Regions from separate parts of the Mus musculus genome. Here region 1 is linked to region 2. A link is a contact called in public promoter capture Hi-C data. All regions are on one chromosome and are shown on one strand. The core of a region is the stretch at or near the end of the contact, and the rest is flanking DNA. Distances in the headings are between cores, read along the strand shown. Region 1 holds the start of Dus1l (dihydrouridine synthase 1-like (S. cerevisiae)). Region 2 holds the start of Gcgr (glucagon receptor).

Evidence for each region. Capture Hi-C pulls out chosen DNA fragments and counts their contacts.
Region 1: a promoter capture Hi-C map of pancreatic islet shows a contact between it and region 2. The contact joins the promoter of Dus1l here to the promoter of Gcgr in region 2. A contact is called at or near these places in 18 of 39 promoter capture datasets (the 3T3-L1 cell line, the C10 cell line, the SN4741 cell line and 10 more), 2 of 15 datasets of contacts at CTCF or cohesin (the NIH/3T3 cell line and pro-B cells), 14 of 484 Hi-C or Micro-C datasets (B cells, the G1E-ER4 cell line, brown adipocytes and 7 more), 25 of 115 datasets of contacts at active chromatin or transcription factors (the SCID.adh cell line, VIP interneurons, acute myeloid leukemia and 15 more) and 4 of 9 other capture datasets (adipose tissue, embryonic stem cells, liver and 1 more).

What each region holds. Positions count from the first base shown.
Region 1 is chr11:120,794,988-120,797,687 of GRCm38.p6, forward strand. It overlaps Dus1l (dihydrouridine synthase 1-like (S. cerevisiae)), which reads right to left and starts at 1,408. Exons shown (of 14, transcript NM_026824.4): 1 at 1,156-1,408; 2 at 490-736; 3 at 1-24. The coding sequence starts at 726.
Region 2 is chr11:120,529,395-120,532,094 of GRCm38.p6, forward strand. It overlaps Gcgr (glucagon receptor), which reads left to right and starts at 1,333. Exons shown (of 14, transcript NM_008101.2): 1 at 1,333-1,439.

The DNA of each region.
Region 1 (2,700 bases), core at 158-2,657, 270 kb after region 2:
CACCTCTGGGTCATTGGCACAGAACTGAAGAAGACACGAATGCCACCCTCGGTCAGCCCAGGCCTAGGACTCTCCCTGCCTAGGCCACCCAGCCCTGTGAGGAATCCCATGGTGACTCAGTGAGCTATGGTCTTTCCACCGACATTGACAATATGACAACCACTAGGAATATGAGCTATAATGACATGTAACAGAAGCCACTGGCACAGACTTGTAAAGAACTGTTGGTTCTCGACAGGAGGGTACTGAGACGGAGAAGGATCAAGGTGACACTGGTGCTACACTCCTCACGTCCTCCAAGCTGCCCCTTCACCGGGACTCTGGCTAGTTCCCAGTTCTGGGGATGCCCACTCAGCAGCATGTGTCATGCAGGACTTCAGGGACCCCGACCCTTCTCCTGGGTTATATGTATATGACAGGGACAGCTTGGGAATGCTGTCCTTATATACAGGGTCTGGAGCTTAGGTGCTACCCAGTCCCTCAGCTCACCTGCACAATGAGAGGCCTGTCCTCGGGGCACACATCACAATACAAGTTCTCTTTGCGGTAGTTAGCATCTCTAACGAAGACCTGGGCATGTAGCATAGGGGTGTAGCATAGCTGGGCTCCATGGCGGCGGCTCAGAAGTCTCCAAGCTAGCTCACTCTGGTCCACCATGGGTGCCACCACATGTCGGGCACCCCCCAAGGTGCGGCTCCAAAACTCAAAACCCTGCAGTTTGGGCATCCTCTCCACACTAAGGGCAGAAGAGGAACAAGCGCTCATTTCAGCCATGGTATACCATCATACCCCAGGAGGGTACGAAGTTCAACTCCAGGAGCTGACCGCTCTCGTCAGCTTTTGCTGTCGGCTCTCCCAAGAACACGGTGAAAACAAGAGAGGTATCCGTAGGCACAGGGTTGAGGTGCCCTCCCTCCACCTTTCTGGCAGTGACCCTGACATACCACTCACCCTCTCTGGACCTTCTCCCCTTAAACGCCAGCCTGGTGCAGCGGGTGTGGAGGATGAACAGGTCTGTGGGACCTGCACAGCTGAGACCACCCGGCTGCACGAGGCCTGACGCCGCCTCGGATCTTGGGTTGGGAGAGTAGCGAGCACGTCAGCCTCCACGGCTCCTTTCCTGGTCGGGCCCAGAGCCCCCTGAGCTGCCCCTACCTAACCCCTGGGCTGGCTGGGGCCCGAGACCGCCACCGGACGTCCACGGGGCTTGAACTAGGACTACTTCCCGCACCGTCGGAGTTGGCCAGGGCTCGATGAAGGTCTGTGACTGCGGGCACGCTCCAAAGAAAGGGGCACACAAGGCCCCGTAGCCTCTGCCTGACCCGCGGCGCCGCCAGCAGGACCCGCACGAAGGCGGCGGGAGCCGCCAAGCGCCGTGGCTCAGACTCAGCGCAACGCCGCCGGAAGTGCCGGAGCCGGAAGCGTACTGCCAGGCGCTCCGCACCGTCTGCGGTGCAGCAAAAAATAAAGTCCTCGGAAACTGCAGCTCAGCGCTGAAGGGACCGGCCTTGTGGAAACGAGAGAGTTGAGCAAGAACAGACTGCGCATGCCCGGGGTCACGCTGTCCCTTCCAGACAATTGGCACTCGGAGGCCTTTCCTCCCACCTCTATCCCCCAACCCACCTCCGCAATCCAGGAGCAGCCCTTGGTTCTGCAGACACAAGACGTAAATTTAGTACACCACCACAATAGGAAACGAGATAAAGAATTATTACTTCAGATCCTGGGTAGAAAAGGCTACAGCAGGCCAGGCCTTTGTCGAGTAATGAGTCGCTTGCTAGAGGGAAGGAACATGCATAAAGAGATATGGGGCCGGGCAGTGGTGGCTCATGCCTTTAATCCCAGCACTTAGGAGGCAGAGGCCTGGCAGATTTCTGAGTTCGAGGCCAGCCCGGTCTACAGAGTGAGTTCCAGGACAGCCAGGGCTATACAGAGAAACCCTCCCCAGCTCTCAAAAACAAAAATAAAAAAAGTTCTCTCCTAAGTTCTTTTTGTCAGGGTATTTTAAACAGGAAACCAAACTATGGCCGTAAACTGTTACTGTTTTAATAGTAGTGATGTATTTCACTGAGAGAGATCTACCAGACTCTGCCTCCCAACACAGAATTCAAGGCCTGAACCGCCATGTCTGAGTTGTTTGACCACTCTTTAATCCTTCTACACTGCTTCCATGCACCTCGAGTTTTCAGAATCCAGAGTTTGTATCGTGCAACTCACATGCTTCCAGCCTTTCCCTCTGTGGTCAGACTTCCAACTCCACAAACCATTGAGTCCTGCTCTCCAGCCTTGGAACAATTGCTGATACATACTTTATAATGATATATGTATGTATAATGATACATGTATAACGGTATAATGATATAATGTAATATATATGCATTACTCAAGCCATTTATGATACTTTAATTTTCTGCCTTGTAAGGAAATGACAGGAAGCTGGGTGGTGACACCACACCTTTGATCCCAGCACTCAGGAGGCAGAGGCAGGAGCAGCTCTGTGAGTTGGAGGCCAGCCTGATTTAGATCAGAGCTAATTCAGGATAGCCAGGGCTACACAAAGAAACCTTATCTCGAAAAATAAAATAAAAAATAAATAAAGTAAATAAGAGGGGCAGGAGAGATGGCTCTGAGGTTAAGAGTACTAGTTGCTCTTCCAGAGGTCCTGAGGTCAGTTCCCAACACCCACAAGGCAGCTTACAA
Region 2 (2,700 bases), core at 83-2,582:
AAATAGACATGGAGTCCTGGAGAAGGACAACAACTGAACAAGGAACTGACCCAAGGCCCATGGGAGTTCTGAGGAAGGGCGGTGGGTGACAGAGAAGAAACCACATGTGTTCCAGATGAGAGAGACTGGTGCTGGACTGGATTCCCTAGAGGGGCCTCGGCTCTTTACTAGATGATCTGCAGGTATGAGGTGGAGGAGAGGACACAGACATAGGAGACTTGGGCCGCAGAGGACTGGTCTGGGGGCTGGAAATGGGGAGGGAGGTTGTGAGTACCCATTCTGAAAGCCACAGTTACAGGGAGAACTTTCTAGAAAGCAACATGACCCTCTTACAGGATGTGGAGAAGCCAGAGAAGTGGAAGCCCAAAAACACCCAAGGGAGTTTCTGATCCCGAGGTTACTGGGCAGGAGGGGAGATGAGGCAACAAAAGGTGGCTCAAGGGCTCAAATGGGGGGGCGGGCAGTGGAGAAAGTCCTCTCCAGGGCTGAGTCTAGGAGCGAAAGGCAGGCTTGTGGCTCAGAACCTTTGACTCCAGAAAAGGAGGTATCTAAAAAAGGTCTGTGCCGACTGAGAATATGGCCAAATTAGTGGATTGTCAAATGAGTGGTGTTGCTTGAGGGCTTATTGGACAGGAGTCCCTGAGGCCCACAGGGCATGTAACCTGGAAAGGGTTTAAGAGGCACTCTTAGCGGATCACCTTGTCTGAAATCTGCAGAGCGGCCCATGTATCCTGACCTCTCCCACCCATGGTGCATGTGTGGCAGCTGCAACCTTCCAGCCAGGAGCCAGATGTGGTTAAGTAAGGGACTTAGTCCTTCTAGAAAATCAAGACTGCAAACCTGAACGCAATGATGAGACCCCAGGACAGTGGACATTGAAAGAGAAAGGGGCGCGCTGAGTCACTTATTGTTCCCTTGGAGAACTCAGACCCATCAGGATTCGCACCTGCCAGGTCAGGATTCACCCGTGGAGGCTCTCTGAAGTCCAGGGTGCGCAAGGTTGGATCCTCAGGGTTACGGTACACCTGGTGAGGGTTCTCGGAAGGGACCCGTAGGGTCGGATCCAGGTCAGGGCCTGCTCCTGTGTGCCAGAGGGGAGGGAAAGGGAGAACGCGGGATGCAGACCTGCCAGGCAAGCTCAGCCCAGGAGATATACTCGGGGTTACACCGAGAGGGTCTGAGAGCTCGCTGCAGGTCCGCTGCACTAAGGCGCGGGCGCGGACCCTCATCTCTCCCCCTCCCCCGCGGGCCGCTCCCGCCCCCACCCCTCCCCCTTCGCCGCCGCCCAGCGTCGCCGCTGGAAAGTTTGCGAGCGGCTGGCGCGGAGCTGGCGCCGACCCCGATCACAGCGCGGCCGAGGCGAGCAGTCGCCGGCGCCCAGATCCGAGTACGCTCGAGGACCGCGAGGAGCGCAGCCCTAGCCCCGGCGACTGAGCACAGTGAGCACTAGGGTCGGGCCCCGAGGGGATGGTCTCAGGCTGTCTGTGGGGTGCTGGAGCACGAGCGTGACCTGGGCGCACAGAAGAGGGGAGCGGGGAGCTGGCCCTCGGGCCTGGACGTAAGCCAGCTGTCCCTGGGGTTTTGGGAGTCGCGGTTCTCGTCCCGGTCTAACACCTTATTCAAAACGGGAAATGTGTCCTACTGTCACGGTTAGGGCCACCTGATTCCCAACCGTCTCCTGCAGGTTAGGGGTCTCAACTTCTCCTTTCTATTTTCTGGGAGCGCAATCCAGGAAGGTGGGAGAGGGTGGGTGCAGACGTGGATCCTGCTGCCCCATTGAACGCCCAACACACTCCAGCTTCCAGCTTCTCACACTCCAAAGGCTCGCTCATCCCCTTCAGATGGATTCGCTTCCCCTTCCTATGTGTCCCTGATCTCCAGAACTTCCTAGCAGTGTCTCAGTCTTGCGGGTTAGATGTGTAGGCACCGTGCACTGAGGGTTTTTTTTCCCCTGCAAGCTCAGGTCATTGCTCCCCAGAGACCACCTTCCCACTTCAGACCCGCGAAGTTTTCTGTCGCAAACCGACTGATCCCTTACCTCTTAGCTCTCGCATCCTTCGAGGTTAGACCAGGCATATTTTGCTGTTCTTCTGTCTTGGAGACATAGAAGGGGGAATCTGAGCTCACCCGAGCCCGTGGGTATCTCCGCCCCTTTTCAGGGGAGGACTGGAGAACTAGGCTTTGTCACAGCCTGTGGCCCCTGATCCTGTCCCTGCCATAGGACTATGACCTGGTCTAGTTTCTCTGTTTTGACAAAAACACCCTTCCAGTTGATATCTCTGGGGATTCCTAAGATCAAAAACGTTGCTACTTTGGCTTCTAAGGAACCAAGAGGATCCCCCCCCCACCTTCCCTCGATGCCTCCCTTTGGCCACTGGGCCATCCATCTAACACCCTCCGCCACCTGCAGAGAAAATCGGTAACCACACTGCAAACACCCACGTGTCCTTTGTCCTGTTGGAGCTTGCTGGAAGCGGTGGTGGCATGGGACAATGCCAGTCCGAGTGGCTGGTGTGGTGGTGGCATGGGACAATGCCAGTCCGAGTGGCTGGTGTGCCAGATATGTGCTCTGAAGAAGGGGGATTGATTGATCTAAAGGCAAGACAGGCAAGCATCTTAGGGATTCAGACTTGCATCTTCCGTATTTCACCTACAGTTGGGTCTCACTGAGAGTCAGATTTCAGCAGCCTAGTTCAAGAC